2 separate regions of the Mus musculus genome follow, and region 1 is linked to region 2. Evidence: chromatin contacts called from public HiChIP or PLAC-seq data. All regions are on one chromosome and are shown on one strand. The core of a region is the stretch at or near the end of the contact, and the rest is flanking DNA. Distances in the headings are between cores, read along the strand shown.

Region 1 (4,694 bases), core at 1,888-4,387, 190 kb before region 2:
GAGGACTTCAGGGCATGACAGAGCCCTTGAGTGATAGGCCTTGAAAAAGCTGATTTCTTCAGGATCAGAGATAATCTAGCAAAGACTTGAGAGCCCAAGGCAGGAGAAGAAGCACCACTGAACCAGCCTGGACACTCACCCTTGAGCTCTTAATGACTTTATTAATTTGAGGTAAACTCAAAGGTTGCTGTGACATGTCATTCTGCTGAGGTCAGTACCTGAGTCATGTGTAGAGGAGAGCATTATCGAGTGAGCCACTGGGCTATTGACAAAGCCAGGGTTCTGTTCAGGGCAGCATCGCAACAAAGTCTCCCTCCCTACAGCACAAAGAACCAGCGCCCCCCCCCCCCCCCCGAGAAAGCCAGTTTCCTCATTGATGGACAGAGTTAAAGTCCTAGAAAGTAATGGTTCATAGGCAGAGAGCAATGTCACACCTGATGGTATATACACATCTGGGGATTTGTAAAGATCTCTGCCATGTTCATCTCAAATGCCAAGTACACAAAAGGGCACCAAAGGCAAGCCTCATTGATTTCCCAGTCTTGGGAAAGCAATCTTGCCTTTAAGTTGGGTGTGTCAGAAATTAAACAGATCAGTGGAGCTGCTTCTGGCTGGTTAGACTGACAGGGTGGCCACTCCTCATCTGCTTTTGGCTGAGTCTCTTGATGTTAATCACTGCCAGCCCCACCCTGTTCTTGGGTAGTTGAAGGAAACCAGGTGTCCTGCCTCCGTGCTGGGAAAGTGAGTCTGCATGAGGTATTTTTGTGCAGAGTATTGTGGTGTCATCAAGGCAGGGCAAGTCCTTAGAACCCTGAGAACTCTATCAGCATCTGGGCAAAGCAACACAAAGACACCCACATTCTGTGTTTAGCTAGAGCTCTCCCCCGTGGTTGTCAGCTCAGTCCACAAAGTGCCAGATGCCCCTCTACACAGCAGAGGCCTGCTACCAAGAGTTGAATTAGTCTGCTCCTTAGAGTGAAATCAGTCTAACATGATGCTCGAGGGCACACTATTCCTAAAGCTCAAAGAGACAGCAAGCAACAGATGTTAAGGACTAGGCACATCAACCCAGACATATCTAAACGTCACAGTCACAACTTGTAAGTTCCTTATGGCCACTGAAGTGCAAGCTTGTGTAAAAGAGGAAGCCAGAGGTAGAGAGAGGGTTTCTCGAGGTGAGATAATAGCCTCAGTGGAGGATGGCAATGTTTGCCTTCCACCTTCAGACTGAGGCGTTGGCCTTTGGGAGTCTATCCAAGGGGCCAGACACTAAAGTGGACCTGGATGTTATCTCTAAAGTCAACTAGGAACTATTTTTGTGGAGTGTTATCGTTGTGTGTATGTGCATGGGTGGTAGGTGTGGGAGTTGGTGGCATGCACGTGCTATGGTGTGTATGGGGAAGTCAGGAGATAGGTTTTGAGTTGGTGTTTTTCTTTCCATTATGGGTTTCAGGGATTAAAGTCAGGTCCTGGGGCTTGTGTACCCAGAGATTTTACTCACTAGGCCATCTTGCTGGCCCTGGAATTGGTATCATTTAAGCAAACAGCACAAGGCAAGTTGCTTTCTGATAATCATTTATGTGCCTGGGTTGTCTAGCACATGTATGAAACCATGATGCCTCCAAATAGCCCATGTGATACGAATTTCCGTTGTTCAGAATCACAGCTGTACCCAGCACCATTAGAGAAACAGCAATTTGTATTGTAGTGTCATTATCCCTATTTGGCAGGTGGAAAAATTAAGGCCCTGAAATGCTAAGAACTGGATCCCACCTCACAGAGGAAGTCTTGGGCATGGCACAGGCTGTACTCACTCTGTGTTTACTTACCTTATCAATGTGATAATGTTCAAAATTATGGTTCTGAACTATGCTCTAATTGACTACATATGTGGGTTCTGAAATCCATTTCCATTAGCCACTCATGTTGCTAGACAGGAGTGTGGCAGGAATAGTTCCTTTTTGCCTAGGTTCTGTTACACCCCCTTCCAAATTGATTTGGTATCTTAACCCTAGTAGGTGGGGCTCTAATGAGAGGATTTTTGTCTGTCTTTCTTTAGTTGCAGAAAAAGACCCTACAAGTCCATTCTTATAGATGCTTCTCACCACCATATTCAAATTATCTGTGGCCATATGCAGTCATTTCTCTCATGCTTGTATGGCTCCCCAACATTCAGGGATGTCACTCTGGATGTGGGGAATTTCAATGTAGAAAAGGTGACCAGTGTGCTGTTGCAGTAAAGAAGTTCAGTAGCTAAGCTCCTTGTCCAGTGCCTGGTTGCTGCCATTCTTTGGAGGTCCCCTGTGGCGACTCACTCCATCTTCTTCCAAGTACAGCCCAAATCACATGTTTCTGCCAACACCAGGTGAGACCTACAGACCTGCCCCGTCATTGACTCGGGACATAAACAAATTAGCAACCCTTGGCCTGGAGCCCAGTGCAGAACTTGAATAAGCAGTGGGTGATTTGAGTCCTGTGACAAAAGCCCCCCTCAGAACTCTGAGAGCTTGAATGTCTCTAGGTAGCGAATTGGATGGCTGGTCCTTCGGTGCTTTCTATGTGAAGGCTGAGGAAAACTCAAGCAGGAGTTATTCATTGGTGGCGATGTCTAACTCAATGGGTTACCTGTGAGATGGTGATGACAAGGCAGGAGAGTGATTCTGTTGTCCTCTCAGGGCAGACTATATCTGTCGTGGTGTGTGTATGCATGTACTGTGTGGGAACACATGTACACATGTATATGCATTCTCCGTTCAGTGTTTTCTGTCAGCCACGCACCGTGCAAAGAACATTCTAACCTCATCACACTTATCATTTCTAGGTAGAAAAACAGCCTCAGAGAGTTCCCGGGACTTAACTGACTCTGCCCTGCTACAACTCTGGAGAGAGGGTTTGCACACAGCTCTGGTGAATCCCAAACTAGCACCTCCTCAAGGACCAGTCTACTGTCTTCTTAATGTCCCTTGTCTCCCCATCCCCTTCATCTCTTACCTAGGGCCTTCATGTAGCCTTCAAAGTTCTCATTACTCTCCATTTCCCAGGTTCCATTTTGGTCCTTCGTCATGATGGTGGCCTCTGGTTTGATGTGGACGTTCGGTGACTGTGAAGGAACAGGCTGCAGGGAGACTATGCTAAATGTTACTGCTTTTATAGCTTAGTGGACCAGGTATATAAAGATAATAGAGTCAAAGGTCATAAGCCCAGCTCAAAGGAACTGCCCTTGCCTTTGCAAAGTTCAACAGGTCTGTGGGCAGTCCAGGCACAAAGTCCTGCCGTTGCCAGGTCTGCGTGTCCCTGTGATCTCCATGACACACTGCCTTGGAGCAGCTCATTTTAGGCTGACTGGCCTCCCACAGAGATCCTGGCCTCACACAGAACATTCCATACAGTTCCTAAGGAAAACAAACACTCAGTATTTGTCCCACACGTTCTGCAGGACACCGGAGCCAGGCTTGCCTATCACATAACCAGCATTGATTTGGCCAGTGAAGCTGATGGTGGGTTTTTACATCTGAGGAACTGTTCTTGTGCCAGGCCACACTTGAACTTCATTTTGTCTCAGTTCACAAAAGCTCTGTGGGTTGTATTTAACAGCCCTCCCCACCTCCTGACTCTCTCTCTCTCTCTCTCTCTCTCTCTCTCTCTCTCTCTCTCTCTCTCTCCAGGTCTACAAGGCTCAGGGAAGTTAAATGATAAGCCCAAGGGTGACTTGTAAAAACAGAACCTGGAAAATGAACTGTGACCTGTGACAGCAGAATGGGACAGAAAGGACCTTTGGGGATTCATCACTTGCCTTCCACATTCAGATTTAAGCACTTTAAAACAGTCCCCCCAAACCCCACAGGTCTTGCATGCAAGAATATAAGGCAAGCTGGCCTGGTGGGGTGGGGCTGAAGATAAGAAGGGCTATTAATTGTGGTGAGCAGGAAGCCTGGGTGTAAATGGGCATAGAGAGAAAGAGCTGTTGGTGCTGATATAAGACAAGAAGGGGAAACAGACAGGAAACCTAGTCTCTTGAGGGGCCCATTGCTTCAGTGAAGTTGCACACGAGTCAAAATAACAGTGAAACAAAGAAAGCCCGTGTCTTTAGCTTGGACACTGCGTGGGTCGAAAGAAGTCCTCCACTTTGGCCTGGGTCTAGACTTTGAATTTAGATTTCTGGGCTAACCTAAGGGATTCAGCAAGTGTAAAATTACCTGGAAGCACACATTCAAGCCAGGCCAGACAGAGTTCTCTGTGGTAAAGACATAGCAACAATAGGTTCAGGACCAGAAAACACGGTGAAGCTGATTGCCAAGAACAAGCAGCCCCAGAAGCAGACAGGTTTCCAGGAGTTCCAGAGAGCAATCAGGAGACAGATTTAAAATCAATAAGGAAATTCAAAAATCACCCCCAAACTTTAAAAGGCACAAAGTGATATTTTTTAAAAACGAGAATTACTGCCAGGTGTAGTGGTCCATGCCTTTAATCCCAGCATGCAGAAGGTGACAGGTGGATATCTATGAGTTCCAGGCCAACCTGGTCTACTAGCAAGTTCCAGGTTAGCCAGAGTTACACAGTGAGATTCTGCCTCAAAAAATGTTGTTAGTAATTTAAAAATTAAAACTATGGTTGCTAGGGACTGTGCATAGCTACACTCAGGCACACATGTAATATAAAATACAGAAAATATTTAAAATATATAGTTGCTAAAG
Region 2 (4,357 bases), core at 1,575-4,074:
CCTCTCCACTCCATCAGTGTCTGCTGAGATAGGGAATGGGCAATACCAGTACCATGGTAACTCCCTACATGATGGCTACGTCTCCAAGTGTTCCGGGTCCTGAGAGCCCAATGGCCTCTAGAGCAGGCACTGTTATTCTTGGTTTAGTAGAGTTGGAAAAGGAAAGGGGAGGAAATTACTGTTTCTCCAGAGCAGAACCAGATGCCAGGAACCTACTAAGTCCACACAACCTTCAGGACTCTGAGGATAAGTGACCTCTTCCAAGCAGTTACTGAGCTGGGAAGACACAGGTCTATGGCCACCACACTGAAGCCTCTCTTCCCATCTTGGCTAGCATACTGCCACGGTCTGTGAGGGGGAACAAAGGGGCTGCATCGTGGCTGCTCTTTTTCCTTTCCCTCCAACGTCCTATTAACAGTCCTCCTTTGACCACAATCCAACAATGTGGGTTCTTCCCCTAAGTGTGCTTCCTCATCTCTGGTTCTCCACCCTGTTCTCTTAGAGCAAATCCTAAATCTATATCAGTTGTGTGGACAAGACCACAGAAGACCTCAGGCCCATTCAAGGTGTAAAATTTACCAAGCCTCTTTTTTCATTAATTGTTGTTAACACATAAATATCATATATATATATATATATATATATATATATATATAATGTGTATATATTATACATGTGTATACCATACAATATATACATACATAATACACATATATGTATTAATAATAAAGAAAGAAAGAGGCATGAATTTGAGAGAGCAAGGAGGGATATACAGGAGGGTTTTGAAGGGAGAAAAGGGGGGATGATGTAATTATATTATAACCTTAAAAATATAAAGAAGATATTATAAATACACACACATGTAAATGCCAAGCAGCTGACAGGTGTTTCCTGAAGCCACTCTCTCAAATCTGTGCTGGTCTCAAGTTCTGAGGGGTCCTCAGCAAGGGGCCAGCAGAGACGGTGCCTCAGGGGAGAGAGCTGCCAGTGGAAGAGCTGCCTCTTGGGGCTGGCGGGATCAGGTGGTGCTTGCTGGGAAATGTGTACCTAGACCAGCAGTTCTCAACCTGTGGGTCGCAACCCCATTTGGGGGCTCACATAGATATCCTGCCTATCAAATATTTAAACTATAATTCATAACAGTAGCAGAATTACAGTTCAGAAGTGGCAATGAAATAATTTTTATGACGAGGTCACAACGTGAGGAACTGTATTAAAGGACTGCAGGAGCAGGAAGGCTGAGAACCACTGGCCTAAATGCTAAATGGAAACAAGGCAGCTTCCCTCACAAGGCTCAGAGTCCGCATGGTAAGTGGCCAACCTTGCACAGGCTCCAGGAGAGCAGGTCTTGTATCTGGCTTCTCCTAACCCTTAGTGTCAAGGGAAAGGCATGAGCCAAGTGTTTCCAAAAAATGGTTAAACCAGTCCTCAACTTAGAGAACAGGCTGTATTGTGAGAGTTTACTCATCTGTCAGAGGGGAATGTACTAAGGCGGGGGGGGGGGGGGGGGAAGCTTACTCTGAGACAGACACCTCAAGTTCAGTCTTGAGGAGCAGAGATACCTTCACCCCTGCTGTGCCCGCTGCTGTCTGAACAGCTCTGGCAGCTGCTTCCCACAAACCCATTTCCTGGTAGTACAAGCAGTCCCATCTTAGAACAGTGGCTTAAGAAACTGCCGAGGCAAATGCCCTGATCAAAAGCAACTCGGGTAGGAAGCCTTTATTTGCCTTGCTCTCCCAACGTCACAGTCCCATTAATGATAGAAATCCAGGCAGGGGCTGAAGCTGAGGCCATGGAGGACCACTGCTTCCTGGCTTGTTCTCCAAGGCTTGCTCAGCCTATTACAACTAAGGACCACCACTGGGGTGGGGGACGTGGGAAAGGGTGTGGTGGAATCCCCCACTGTGGGCTGAGCCCTCCTACATACATCAGTAATCAAGAAAATGCCCCCACACCCTTTTGGTCAGGTTAGTCTAATGGTGGCATTTAAAAACTCCAAGTTCTCTCTTTCCAGATGACTCACTTGTTGACGTCGACTAACTAGGACAGGAACTCGCAGGCACCAGCTCTCTGCAGGACGATCCCAAGGGAACCTCCTTCCCAAGCCTTACTTTATGTCTGGAATTCCGTCATTCACGGGGTAGCTTTAGCTCCAGCAGGTTTTGCTGACGGGAAACGTAATAAAACTTCTCCAGCACCCTGCGCTTTTATTTACTTATCTTAAAAATTATCTCCACAGCTCCTACTAATTTGAACTGTCATACTTTAATGTGTGTGGTTTGCCTTTGCTGGAGGTCTCCTCGCTAGTCTGTGCTCTGCGGGGCAGCACGCTACACGTGACAATCGCTGGAACCCCACTTAGGCCAATAGAAAGAGAACACTGAACAATACGCTGTAATTGTCACACACTTACTTTTAACTGACTGTAAACGTGCTGCAGGGGGGATCCGAACCCGTGTCAGCTCGAGCCAATCGGTCAGAAAAGTGACCGTGGGGCTAGCGTGGTTCTGCGCTCCACAGCCATCTGACTCTGTCGTGCGCGCGCGCGCCCGAGTCGCCGCCCCCGAGAGTCACGTGGGCCTGGTAGGTACGCGGGGACTCAAGGCTTCGTGGACACCCACGCGGGCGAAGCAGGCAGCCAAGGTCGCTGGCTGTGCTTACCTGCGCGTCGCGGGGCTCCGCTCAGAGTCAACAGGGACCGCGGATCTGCTGCTCGACCAGGATGGGTCACCCCGCAGATCGCCCTAAGACTAACTAGTCTTGACCCAGGCTGGGGGCGGAGCCGCGAGTGAACTTGACCTTGCGCTCCCAGCTTCCTGCTGTGGGCGGAACTCCCGGGAGACAGAGCGGAGCTTTGCCCCGCCCCCTCAGCGACCTAAGACCACGCCCCGTGCCCCGCCCCCGCTCTTCAGGTCCTCAGTAGATTGTCATCTGTGGCCTTTCTGCTCTGTGTTTTCATTTTTTACTTTTTTTTTTAGTTTTGTATTCTGTTTGTTTCTTTCATCTAACTTTCACTCTGGTTTTTAAAAGCCTGAATTAAAACCATATCAAGCAATGTATGAACAGTTCTTAAAGTATAAAATAGCTACTTACAATGAAAGAAACAAGCCCCTCCTGTTCTGCTCTACCTAGAGCCCTTTTTCATCAGTCCCTTCCTTGGATGGTCACTTTTTGTCGCAAAAAAAAAAAAAAAAAAAAAAAAAAAGAAAGAAAGAAAGAAAAAGAGCTTACATAGCGATTTCTTGATTTATCTATTGACTTTCTGCCATGTTAGATGAGGATTTACTCTTCCTGGGCCCCTGCTTCCCTCTTCTGACACATTTACACCTCTATTCTCCAGCTCTGCCTTGGTGAGGATAAAGGTTGTGGGGGGATGGGGTTCTGAAGCTGGCACAGTTTGGGGGAGGGGAAAATGGGGGCTATTTTAGAAAGAAAATACAATTAGGACTTTCTGGCAAGTATATTCATTCATACTAAGAAATTGCAACCGAATCCTTGGAGATTCAGGACCTACTCCCGGAGGTCTTTGTGTAATTTAGAACCTTAATTTGCCTCGCTAATGCAGAGTAGTTTCTCAGCCTCCCATAACCCTCTATAACTGCCCAGCCCTCACAAGAAGCTTCACCGTGGCCTGTCAATCCTAATGGAGTGAGTTGCAGGGTGGGGGGAAAAATCAAGGGTGATGTCAAGGCTTGTGAATGCTAAACATTTAAGCTCCCCCCTCCTCCTAGCCACAGTGATAAATCAACTCCTGGGTGGAGAGCTAGCTCTGGACCCAGTTTCTATCCCCAGTCTCCCATGATATTCCCAGGCTCTTAGGAAGGGCCACACCTTTGCCATTAATCAGTATGTGGGCACACAGGTAGCCCCACTAAGAAACCAGGGAAAAGATACCTCCCCACTCAGGCAGTAGACCCTGTGCCCTTTGCGTTTCTTCTGGGAAACTTAGGGTACAATGCACCTCCATAAAGTGACCCCAAGCAAGCAGCTTTACCTACTCAGGTTTCAGTTTCCTTCCCTGTAATCAGTAGAAACAACCCTCTACCTCGATGGCTTTGGAGGAGGTTCAAGCAGCACGATAGTAGCTAAGTGTACAGTGTCCTTTGGATAGTTTCTTACTGATGCCAGCAGCGTAGGTGGTGTGTCACAAAATTTGGAGGCATCTGTGAGCATATGTAGTGTACACACTCCTACAGGTTGGTTTACTTTCATAAATTAACCAAAGGCCAAGTCTTTCTGAGTCAGGACCCGGGGCTGTGGAGGCAGAGACTAGACACAGCCAGCCAGAGAGAGCCTGAACAATGACTTCTCCTTCAGAGGAAGATTTCCACCCTGCATCATGGAAGACTGAGGCCTG

What was found. HiChIP or PLAC-seq counts read pairs in DNA pulled down with a chosen protein or histone mark.
Region 1: a contact with region 2 is called in a FOXA1 HiChIP or PLAC-seq map of pancreatic cancer cells. The contact joins the promoter of Rbp2 here to the promoter of Nmnat3 in region 2. A contact is called at or near these places in 1 of 39 promoter capture datasets (the HPC-7 cell line), 3 of 484 Hi-C or Micro-C datasets (the G1E-ER4 cell line and uterus), 1 of 115 datasets of contacts at active chromatin or transcription factors (pancreatic cancer cells) and 2 of 9 other capture datasets (adipose tissue and liver).

Annotation. Positions count from the first base shown.
Region 1 is chr9:98,488,980-98,493,673 of GRCm38.p6, reverse strand. Rbp2 (retinol binding protein 2, cellular) reads right to left here and starts at 3,137. Exons shown (of 4, transcript NM_009034.4): 1 at 2,992-3,137. The coding sequence starts at 3,064.
Region 2 is chr9:98,295,037-98,299,393 of GRCm38.p6, reverse strand. Nmnat3 (nicotinamide nucleotide adenylyltransferase 3) reads right to left here and starts at 2,824. Exons shown (of 5, transcript NM_144533.3): 1 at 2,414-2,824. Gm46126 (a long non-coding RNA gene) reads left to right here. Exons shown (of 2, transcript XR_001779264.2): 1 at 1-1,308; 2 at 2,015-2,197.